2 separate regions of the Zea mays genome follow, and region 2 is linked to region 1. Evidence: chromatin contacts called from public Hi-C data. All regions are on one chromosome and are shown on one strand. Each heading gives the region's core, a stretch centred on a gene start, on an enhancer-like site or on the middle of the called end of the contact. The rest is flanking DNA. Distances are from core to core; before and after follow the strand shown.

Region 1 (5,814 bases), core at 2,341-4,840:
AGAGGGTCAGCTAATGGACTGACTAATTCTTTTCGAAACATGTCTTTTTAAAACAGCTTTATCAACAAAAAAATCATCTCACAGATAGATAAGATGAAGCTATAAACAGTTCAAATTAGTCCTTGTTCCAAATATCTAAAGATAATTGTTGGCTAGCTAACATAATGTTATTTCGTTTTAGGCTCCGTTCCAAACCTCTAAAACTAATGGTTATCATCTAAAATGATTTGAGGTCTACAGGATCAGCTAATCGACCAACTAATTGTTAGCTTGTCTAATCCAGCTAATAACTTATTACTAACTAACAGTTAACTCTAGATGTTTGGAACATAGTCTTAGTTAGACTAAGTCAGCTAATAACTAATGCCATTTAAGTGGTATAACTAACAATTAGCTAACTCATTCTAAATCTCTCGCTTTTTTAGAGGCTAACTATTATTGTTGGAGGTTTGAAACATGACCTTACCATGGTCTGACACGAGCGAGCACTGTATATATGACAAGTTATGCTTGTTGTTTATATGATACAAGGGAGGGTTGCATGGCCAGCGTCGCCGAGCAGCGACATTCAGTCTTGGCGGCACGTCCATGTCGCGCACGTGCTTCTTGGGCCACAGTTCGCCCCCCGTGGTCACAAGCATCAACTCGGCTCGACGAGCGTGGCCTTGACGAGCACTAGCCCCAATAGGCTGAGTTAACATGAGTCGATATAGACAAAACAAACATTGGTGTCATCTTTATTAAATTATATCATTAGCTCATTTAAGCACTAACAAACATATGTTTTAATGGAGATTACTAAAATCTATTGGTGTCATAGGACACCACAGAAGTAGCCTAGATCCGCCCCTAAGGCTGATCACCATGTATGGCAGCAGCCAAGCGCGATGGTGTTCGTCGTGCAGTCCGCCTGGTCCACCAACGGTGCCCGCACTAGGTCTATCGTGGTGGTAGAACCGGTCACGTCGATTTGCCTCCATTGCGGCACCATCACCGATGTCATGATGAACATATTGTCAATGTAGCCTTTCCATAGCGGGGAGGAGGACAATAATATCTGTTGGTGAGTGAGAAATGGAAAACCATAAGTCCACCATGTGCACCCTCCATGATCGCTTCATCGTGTCGGCACCTTCATGGTGTTGGAACCGGACCGCCGACACATGTTGTGCTCGTCGGGTCGCCCACACACACGGTTCATCCACCCAGACCGTCGAGCCACGACACACGCACCTAAACATATAGCAACATGTTTAGGTTTGTTGGACCAACACTCCCCCTAAATGCTAGCCCATTAGATGATAGCACCCTCAACCATATAAACCATGTTTGTCCACCCACAACTTACAATGTGGAACTATTCCCAACAATCTCTCTCTCACACATTGTGAGCCGACATTTGTCTGAGAATGCACTGGGCCAACCTGGTTCTGATACCAATTGTTGGGGACCGCCGACACATGGCGTGCACGTCGGGTCGCCTGCACACACGACACGTCCACCCAGGGCGTCGGACCACGACACACCCACCCGAACGCATAGCATCGGGCTTTAGGTCTGTTGGGCCAACATCCCCAAAAAAAGCTAGTCCATTAGAGGGTTGCACCCTCAACTATATAAACCATTCTTGTCCATCCACAACTCACAATGTGTGACTATTCCTAACAATCTTCCCCTCACATATTGTGAGGGGAGATTTGTTTGAGAATGCACTGAGCCAACCTAGCTCTGATACCAATTGTTGGGACCGGACTATCGACATATGGCGTTTCTGTCGGGTCGCCCGCACACACAACGCGCCCACCTAGGCCCCCGGCCACGACACACGCACCCAAACGCATAGCAGCGTACTTTGGGTCTATTGGGCCATCACCCTAAAAAAACTAGCCCATTAGATGGTTACACACTCAACCATATAAACCATACCTGTCCATCCACAACTTATAATGTGGGACTATTCCCAACAATCTCCCCTCACACATTATGAGCCAAGATTTGTCTAAGAATGCACTGGGCCAACCTAGCTTTGATATTAATTATTGGAACTGGGCCGCCGACACATGGCGTGTTTGTTGGGTCGCCTGCACACACGGCGCGCCCACCTAGGTTGTCGGGCCACGTCACACGCGTTCGAACGCACAACAGTGGGCTTTAGATCTGTAGGGCTAATACTTCCTCCCAAAAAGTTAGACCATAAAGGATTACACCATCAACCATAGAAAACCATCTTTTAAACTGAGGTTGTACACTATAGCAATTGAATCTTATTTATGAATTACATAACTTTTATTTTTATATTTAGTTTATATAATTTTAAATATTTTTATGAATTAATAATTTTATTTGTTTAATAATATAATCAAATTTATTTTTTATTTCAATAAAATAACGTGTTTTGTGTCAAATAAAAGGAAAATAGATGTGATGTTGAGGTGATTGTAAGTTGATAAAGACAAGTATTTCTATAGATAAAAACTGATCACGATTAATAGCTGATATATCCATATACATGCCTACATGTTACCACACATTTGCCTTTCTTTTCTGAAGTATATGTGTACATTCGTCCCGCCCGGCTCGGTCCAAGCCTGAAAAAGTTGTTCTGTTTGAATTTCGGCTCGGTCTGTAATTATGATGGGCTGACCCATGGGCTTAGCCCTCGGTCCACGGCGCGACACGGAACTGATTAAACATGTCGATCTCATTTTGGGCGACCCAAAATTATAAAACCCCCAAAATTCCATTTAAAATTTAAACAAAGCCTAAAATTGGTATCAAAGCCTAAAATTCACACTAAAGTTCGAAATTCACATCAAAGACCAAAATTCGAAACACATATATCATTTAGCAGATATTAACATTTCAAATTTTATAATTTAAAAAAACAAAGAGCACGAAACCATTAGGTGGTTGACACCCCATCTCTATGATAAGGCATGTGGCTGGCCAAATTGGAGCGGATGATTTCATTGATTAGAAGCATACCACCAAATGAATATGGACATTTTCGTGATTGTAAATAGGCTATTTCGTACATGCGTAAACGAGTCGTGCTCATTTCTGTCTGTGGGCCACATCCTCAGTCTAAACATGGTCCGATGCATAATCCACTCGAAATTATTTTGGATCGAGTCGTGTTTAGGTTGTTTTTTTTGTGCTTTGAACTAGCCCACTGTGGTCAAATGTACACCTTTGTCCCGGAGACGCCTGGCATAGAGGCTTCTCTTTGATCTTCCGCCAGCTATGCAACTGCAATGCTGGCTGGTCGGGGAAAGCAACGTGGCGAGACGGGAGAGAGGCTATTTCTGCGAGCGCTGAACTGCTCCTGTAGCTAGCTGTACGATAGGCTTGAACGAATAAGGAAGAGTAGAACGGAACAAAAAGAAGCGGAGAAGAGAACAAAGAAACAAACCTCTCGGAAACGGTACGTCACGTCGCCATATTATAAAAAACTCCTCCGTTCGTTTCAAATTAAATTGCAACACCTGACCCGCCTGCAAAAAAATCGTATTGTGGTGCTGAAGCAACTACTACTTGCGCGCTAAATAATGCCACCGCTCCGCTGCCGTCCAATCTCGCCACCTATCTGGATGGATTTGTTTTGTTTTTATTTTTGGGCGAATCATGCCCCGTCGAAGAGGCAGGATCAGCTCGGGTCGCAGTCGCGCGGGGCCCGCGGCCCGATCGACGCCCCCACGACCATTTCCCTCGATCGCCGCCTCCACCCGCTCCAGTTTGAAAAACCGCTGTCCTCATCGCCTTCCTCACCGAGAACCCAGCCACTCTGGTCTCTCTCTAGTCTGACTCTGCTCTGCTCTGGGGTCTCGCGCTCGCGACTCCTCGGGCGGCGCGCCTCGCCGGTCGCCATGGCCTCCTCCTCTTCTGAGTTGAGGCCCGCGAGCAGGAGGATCGTCGATTACCTCAACGACGGCGAGGAGCTCGGGGCCCTGGGGGCGGTGGTGACGCCGCCGTGTTCCCCTGCTGCGGTTGCGGTGGGGAAACAGGCCAAGTCCGCGCTGCCCAGGTTCAGGTGGCCGCGGCTCGTCAGGTTGCGGAGAGAGGGAGGCGGCGACGAGGGGAAGCCGGGGGTCGTGGTGGTGGAGAAGGGCGACGACCTCCCCGTGGCGGCCGCGTCTACCTCAGGTGCGTGCGTGTTGCCTGACCTCGTTGTGCTCGGTGTCCATCCAAGGCGCCATCGTTGATTGTTTAGCGAAATCTTAGACATTTGGGCTGCAAATTGAGCCGAACCTGCGTTGGTGGTCGAAGAACATGCGATGCGATCAAACAAAGAAGTGTGCCTTGCCAGAATTTATCACAGAGCGCTCTATTTTTCCCTCCGAGGAATTAGCAGACTTTCTGGTTCTGCTCTGAATTTACCTGCCGTTTTTTTTACTACTCTAGTCTAGACGAACGTGAGCATGATCAACTAAAAGCCTCTCCCATGCTCTGCAATCGCAGGATGCGAATCATCAGCGGCGAGCGACAAGAGGCATCCCGACCTCGGCGTCGGGCTAAGCCTGCTGTTCCTGCTGGCCAAGACGTCCGACGAGTTCAACAAGATGGCCAAGGTGCGCGCGGAGATGGAGGCGCTCCTGAGAGAGTTAAAAGACGGGGTTAGGACCAAGAGCGGCGGCACCGAGGGCCACGGCGCGCCGAAAGACCGCAACCGCGAGTCCACCACGTCGAGCTGCGTCACCGACGGCAACGACCAGACCGCAAGCGCTCGCCTGGAGTACCAGCTCGCCTCGTCTTGCGTGGAGCCGGCGGGCTACGAGAGGTCGTCCGAGGATGACGGAGGCTGCTGTGCGAGGATGGAGTTGGACGTGCTTGAGGAGGAGTTCCACGCCGAGCTGGAGCTGCTTCAGGGTAACTATGAGTCAGGGACACCATCGTTTCTGCCTGAAGAAGAAGAAGAGGAACACTATTCCGAGGTACCGTACCATGGTCCTCTGACCTTGCATTGATTTTGATTTGACCGGAAATGCGAAATGTCCCTGATTTGGGCCCAACGCTTCAGCCCTACGACGAGATGGCCGACTACCGGGATGGAGTTGATGAAGATTCAAGGGGAGGTGTTGAGGATGAAGACGACGACGACGACCATGACGCTGAGTACAACGGAGTTTCTGCCGTACAGTTGGAGAGAAGGCTCCACGAGCTTCTCCACGAAAGAAACCGGGACCGGATTGAGGAGCTGGAAGCCGCGTTGAGGCGTGCGGAGAAGAAGCTTGTTGAGAAAGAAATGGAGGTGTCCCTGTGGAAGGACACGGCTAAGTTTGCGTTGAGACAGGACAAGGAGTTGCAATGAGCATCGAATTTCTCCTGTTCTCTTTCAATCGTACAACTCTTGCGCACGATTTCATCGGCTGTCCATGATCACCGACCGCCGAAGGAGGATTTTGGTCAAACAAGGTTTGCCATGGCGAACTGCGGTTTGTGGAAGATATAGTCAACCTGTTCATACCAAAGTTTAGTGCTAGCATATTAGATCTCCAGTGAACGTTTTGGGCTCCGGTAAAAATCAGTAGAATGCTGTGTAACAGTGTAAGTTAGCCTACTGGTGTACGGATCAATATGAGATTTGATACTTCATGTTTCTGTATGCGCATTACATGGATGGATTATGTGTGAAATCAGACTTCTCATGTGCGTCTTTTCCCTTTAAAATTTGTCCACAAGTGTGAACATTTCTAGCAAGGTTTAACAGTGCAACCTTCGACACTGGTCACCTGTTACCTAAATAGGCAAGATTTAGGGTGTGTTTATTAGTGATCTGGAAACATTTCAAACGTTGCGGGTGACGAACAAGAATTT
Region 2 (5,943 bases), core at 2,668-5,167, 230 kb before region 1:
TACTGCAATTGAAAATAAGGTAAAAAATTAGTTGTGGCAGCTGATGTTAGTAGCAGAATCCGCAAGGAAAAAAGGTCATCCATGGAGCCTAGTGCTTATGGTTGCAAGAAACAGGGCTGCCTTTGACGGGGACTCTCCTATTCACAAAACGCAACAATGCTTTCTAAGGCTGTCTCCAGAAGCTATCCTATTACATCTCCTATAATCTAAGTGCAAACCCCCAATTTTACACGATCTGCTGTGGACAGCCTAAATGAATTAGGATGTTGGGTCATCGCTGGAGCAAAACACCTTGGCAGCCTGGGTCTAGTTGAGGCTTTGTAGGTCGCTCGGTCGAGTTAACAATGTTTTCAAGTTGTCTAGTCGAACCTAGTCATATAGCTACCGAGCAGTCGACTAGTCGTGATTAGTCGTCGACCAGAATACCAGATCGACTAGTTGGCCTAGTCGTCCATATGTTTCTAGACATATATATAGTATATAGTAATAGGATATAGTTATACAATTTACAATACACAATACAGCAAGCATCAAGATGGTGACTTAGCTGTGTGTTTGCTGTCCATAACTCCCCACAATACAGCAATCAAAAAGCACACTCATCATCTAAGGATGAACTCATCTTGAGGGCGAGCATTGGAGGGGGGGCTGTGGCAAGACGGGTGCCCGCCTAGAACTTGCAGGCGAGGGGCGGCAGTATCTCTGTCTTTGGTGGGGGTGGCGATGCATCTTCGGTGGCCGGCGGCTGTAGCTGCATCCTTGTGCACCGGCACCGGCGGTAGCTGTGAACTTGTGTTGCGGCGGCGGTCGCGGCCTTGTGCGGTATCGGCAGTTGCGCTCTTCGCGAAGAACTGCAGGAGCACGAGCGGGTGTCCGGCGTCCAGCACTCCAAGCTTTTGTCTTGTGTCCGTTGGCCAACCCTAGAAGCCCACATTTGCAGCCCAGCTCCAACAGCCCGTCAACAAAGACACATCTAATCTGGTCATCCCAGTTCAAATCGGACAACTAGTCGTGACTAACCGTCAACTAATCGGACGACTAGTTTTCTAGTCGGACTAATCGCATCGGTGGGTCTGGTCGGATGTAGTCTACCGATTAGGCCGACTAATCACGATTAGTCGGATGACTTGAAAACACTGCGAGTTAGTATTTTTTTTCCTTCCTTTGAAGGTCTTTTTCATTTCTGTGTTTTTTCTGGCCTTGCTCAGCATGGTCTTCTTGTAAGATGGTTCCTTCTCTCTTTTATATAAAGACGTGCAGCGCTGCTGCGCATTTGAGAAAAATAAATAAATAGAATTGAAGTAACACTCCCACCTTCAACAAAATATCCATCAGATTAAGCAATGGAAGAACATAAATAGAACATAAGGTGTCTATCCTTTTTCCTTTGTGACTACACTTAGCAATATGTAGGTGTGAACTTGAAAAGTTGAAATATTCTGGTACACCATGATAAAAGCATTACACAACTTTTTTTACGCGAAAAATATTTTATCTCCATAAAGTGATCAATCTAAGCAAAGAGCATGGGTAAACTAACAAAGTAACAAGCACAGTTCAAAAGGGTAGTTTAGAAAAGGAGGGATTAGAAATGCAGTTACCTCACATAATTTAATTTTAAATTTATTTTTCCTAAAAGACCGGGCCAATTCCATTTCCTGAAAATTATGGCATGCAGAAGTTAAGTGAACAGTATGATGCTAAAAAGTAAGAATAATTATATATTTATATAAAACATGGGCCCATTCATAACATAATGACACGATATAGTGCAGAGCTAAATAACCTCCAAGTGTGAAGGAGACAGGACGCCTTCCAGCTTCTGAAGATCCCTTGAATGCATCACCTCATGATCTTCCCGAAATGTATGGAAAAATGACCGAGCTGTGGGAAATAGTATCATAGAAAAAAAAATCTCTGAATAAATTAATGAAAATAATAAAAACAGAAAGTCTATCAAATCAAAATATATCCAAAATAACAAATACCTTCCTGCATATGTCCTTCTGCCACTAGATCCATGAAGCTATGGATGAAAACTGGATAAAGGACGCGAAGTAATTCGTGCTACAAAAAATATCTGAATTAAGAAACATGAATTATATTGCCAGGTTTAAGAATAGAATGGTGGAACGCAAGTAAAAGACCAGATCACAGCATTAAATGGTTCACCGGCCATAAGAAAATGTCCTTTTGAAAGACGAGAGCTACATAAGTTGTCAAGTGCAAAATCATGCTTATGTGACAGATTTGAGATTCATAAAAGGAGGTATGCCTTGTAAATTTGTGTGATAGAGCACAGATGATTCAATTAAATGTGTCCCTTGAAGGTAACAACACGAAATAGTTTGAAGGTGCCATATGCATTGGTTGGAAAAAATTACATTTACAAAGTATGTGAATATTAAGTACAATTTATCTACAAGCAGTGCACCTTATATTGATCAAGAGAACTGTATGCCCATGTTCTTAATCTGCTATATCCATCGTAGTATCTCGCTGGATCATTGTCAGACCTGTTATTGAAGAATATAATAAATAAAAGGATGTATACTGTAAGAATGTAAGTGAAAATATAACCACTTCAGAATTTGTGTATACTAAGGTATTAGGAAAATATATGTAGGAAGAGTGAAAGACAAGGACAAAACAACTGATCTTTGATTATTATAATATCAATAAAGCACCACTGAACCAACAAAGCAGATTGCTTCACCAATCATCACATGCAACTGCAAGCAGTCCAAAAAACAGTTTTCCAAATGGCCACAGACAGCAGGCTCTAACAACTTGATGCCACAGAAATTTCAGGCAGAGAAACATTGAATTTGCTGTTACCTATCCCTTCCCTCCCCAAGATGATGGTCCTAACGACTAAGCAACATGTGGGGCATTTCTTCCTCTCCAAAGAACAGATGTCTGATACACGAGTGGAAACAACCTGAGAAAACAAACTATAGCACTTGCCACTAAAAGAAAACAGCAGTATCTTTTTTTCCTTGAACTCACAGGTGAATTACATGGTGTTGTATCAGGATTCAGGAGATAGAATAAAATGGTACAATTGCAACACAGGCCAGACTCTACCTCAAAATAACAGTGTAGCCAAAGTTAAGCATTTTTCACAACTTATTGCAATTTTCAATTGTGATAAAATTTTAATCAGGGTTGCTAGCATGATGGGCCTGAACAATGGCATGTAATCTGCAGGTGACAGCCACTAAAACATTGATCTTCATGAGAACTGAATTGACATAATTTTATACTCTTCAATTAGAGTGCCAATTCATCCTACTTGACTATCTAGCCAAGGGTTCACATCAAAGCAACCAAACTAGTCAAATCAGCAGTCAAGCGAGAGCACCGAGACAGAGTTTCACAAACCAAGCAGCCAAATAAAGTGCACCAATTCAGACTGTACAGTGTACACGAGTCCACTAGATTTCCTCGCACCAGAAGCTATCGCCACAAGCCAAAACGACCAGGTCAGAGGTATATGGACGAATCTACCTAGCCAGGGAAGGGCCGAACCTACCGTGCAAGCGCAACGTCGGAGATGGCGGAGGTGGAGAGGCGGTTGCGCTCCTCCTGGAGCGCAAGCTCAGTGAGGCGGAAACCCTTGCGCTGCAAGTACTGCTGCACCTTCTTCTCCATCTCCTCGTCCTCCATTGTCGCCGCCAGCGCGGAGCGAGCGAGCGGAAGCGGCGAGCTCTAGGGTTTAGGGGTCTGGATCTCAAGTGAGAGAAGAGAACGATGCTCCAAAGATCGCAGCAGATAGAGGGCGCGAAAAGGCAGAAGGCCTCGCCGGCGAGGCGTAGGAGCGAGGGCGAGCTGCGAGTGTGGCCGGCGAGGTCGTGGCGGGCAGACCTGACAGCGAGCGGTGAAGGTCGACGGCGCGAGCGCGACGAGGGAACGCCTCGAACGCGGCGGCGAGCGACTCCCTTCAGCCGTAATGGGCCGGTCAATGAGTCGTGTCGAGTATTGGGCCCAACTGGGCCGTGCGCTCTACAAGGCAATCGCTATTCCAACCTATAAGCAAACAAAAAACATAACGGGGCGTTTGGATCCCTTCATTTTAGAGGAATTGGAATTCACTCAATAAAGTAATTTATTTAGTTTGGAATTTAAAATTCCACCACTTTCCAGAGTTCATATATAAGCCTATCTCAAATTCATGGGTGGAGGTTGGGAAATAATTTTATGCATTAGTAGAATTTGTTTCTAATCCATAACTTACATGACACTCTTTGTCTCACTCATCTATATTAAAAATGTAGCACATAAATATCTCTGACATCTTGTTAATAATAGTATATAAATATATTTTGCATAAAACCGAATTAGCTTAATAGATATATGCTTAAATTACTATTAGTAGAATGGAATTCAATTCCAATGATCCAAACGGGGCGTGTCTTAAGAGCAACTCCAAAAAACTACTAAAATAACATTTTCCAAAACTTATTATTGGAGATTGGTGGAAAAAATCCTAAAAAACATAAAACAACACAACAGAATGCTAATAACTGACCTCTAAAATCTAACCCCGATCTTCTACACCTTCATTGATGCACGACCGTAAGGTGGACTAGGTGCTTATGGACAACTTCCACGCATCCATGGCTTGTACCAGATTGCTCTCCCGCCACCGTTGCACTTACACCAGATTTCTCTCCACGCATCCATGTAAGATGACTGTCAAATAGCTGCACTCTAAATAATATAAACCACACAAAAGAATGCTAATAACTGATCTCTAAAATCTAAACCCCGATCTTCTACACCTTCATTGATGCAGTTACACAACGGGAGCGACCGCAAGGTGGACTAGGTGCTTATGGACAACTTCCACGCATCCATGGCTTGTACCAGATTGCTCTCCCACCACCGTTGCACTTGCACCAGATTTCTCTCCACGCATCCATGCAAGATGACCGTCAAATAGCTGCACTAGATTGATCTCCACGCGTCAAGCAAGATGACCGTCAAGCAGCTGCAATTGATTGATCTCCCGTCGTTGCTCAATCATCTCCCGCCGCCACTGTGTGAGGCAAAAATAAACGCAAACCAACTAGGTACGTACATTGGATCGATTGGGGAGCAATATATGACACGTAAATTTGCGGAAGAAAGGGCAAGGGATGAGGGTCGCGAAGATTATGGGAAGAGGAAAAGGGAACGGTTAGAGGGCTTAAAATGTGTTTTTTCTCTAAAAACACTTTTGGGGTTAGTTTACATGTTTTCTTGAAGATGCTCTAACCAGGATGAAAACCTATTCTCTAAACCCACCTACCAGGTAGCTAAATTTACCTATGCTTCTATAGTCACTTGATAATTATATATATACTACTCTATTAAGAACCTAATATGGCCACCTGGTGCTAGCACGGCTTCATCCTCGGCACTAACTCTCTGGGTCCACCCACCACACCATACAAAAAATAGTGCAGGGCGAGCACTAGAACCCACGTCCTTTGCTTCAAAATTTTGGAGGTGACTATCAGACCACATGTACTGTAGTCTTTAGAAATAAACAATAATTATATTTAAATAAATATTCTGATACCTATTTATATGATATATAACAACCGTAGCAAAGTATGGGCAACTAGCTAGTTAAAGACTTAATATTTTGAACCATTTGGGAACTAAAAGCTAAACTACAAACAAAACTTTTTATATTTCTCATCTACTCAATCCTAATCCCAAGAGCGAGATTCTTTTTAATGGATAGAATTTGTAACACCCTGAAATCCTAATTTTGAATTTTAAGAAGAATTCTCTCAGGTTTTACATAAATGTGCCTTCTAAAAAAGATCCTAACATGAAATATAGTTTTGTTGAATTATATATCTAGAAATATTCTCTACAAGATTTAAATTAAAATATCTTCTGATAAAAGATCATATTTATAAACTACTTTCTATAAAAAATAATCAATAA

What was found. A called contact is a pair of places that touch in the nucleus more often than the background predicts.
Region 2: a Hi-C map of ear shows a contact between it and region 1, with 1.7 times the contacts expected there. The contact joins the promoter of LOC100501797 here to the promoter of LOC103638819 in region 1. A contact is called at or near these places in 4 of 25 Hi-C or Micro-C datasets (ear, leaf and tassel).

What each region holds. Positions count from the first base shown.
Region 1 is chr9:108,344,453-108,350,266 of Zm-B73-REFERENCE-NAM-5.0, reverse strand. It overlaps LOC103638819 (protein POLAR-like 1), which reads left to right and starts at 3,590. Exons shown (of 3, transcript XM_008661630.4): 1 at 3,590-4,143; 2 at 4,459-4,931; 3 at 5,018-5,645. The coding sequence starts at 3,591. The coding sequence ends at 5,308.
Region 2 is chr9:108,572,980-108,578,922 of Zm-B73-REFERENCE-NAM-5.0, reverse strand. LOC100501797 reads right to left here and starts at 3,917. Exons shown (of 19, transcript NM_001196453.1): 1 at 3,536-3,917; 2 at 2,435-2,516; 3 at 1,989-2,067; 4 at 1,787-1,884; 5 at 1,602-1,658; 6 at 1-2. The coding sequence starts at 3,669.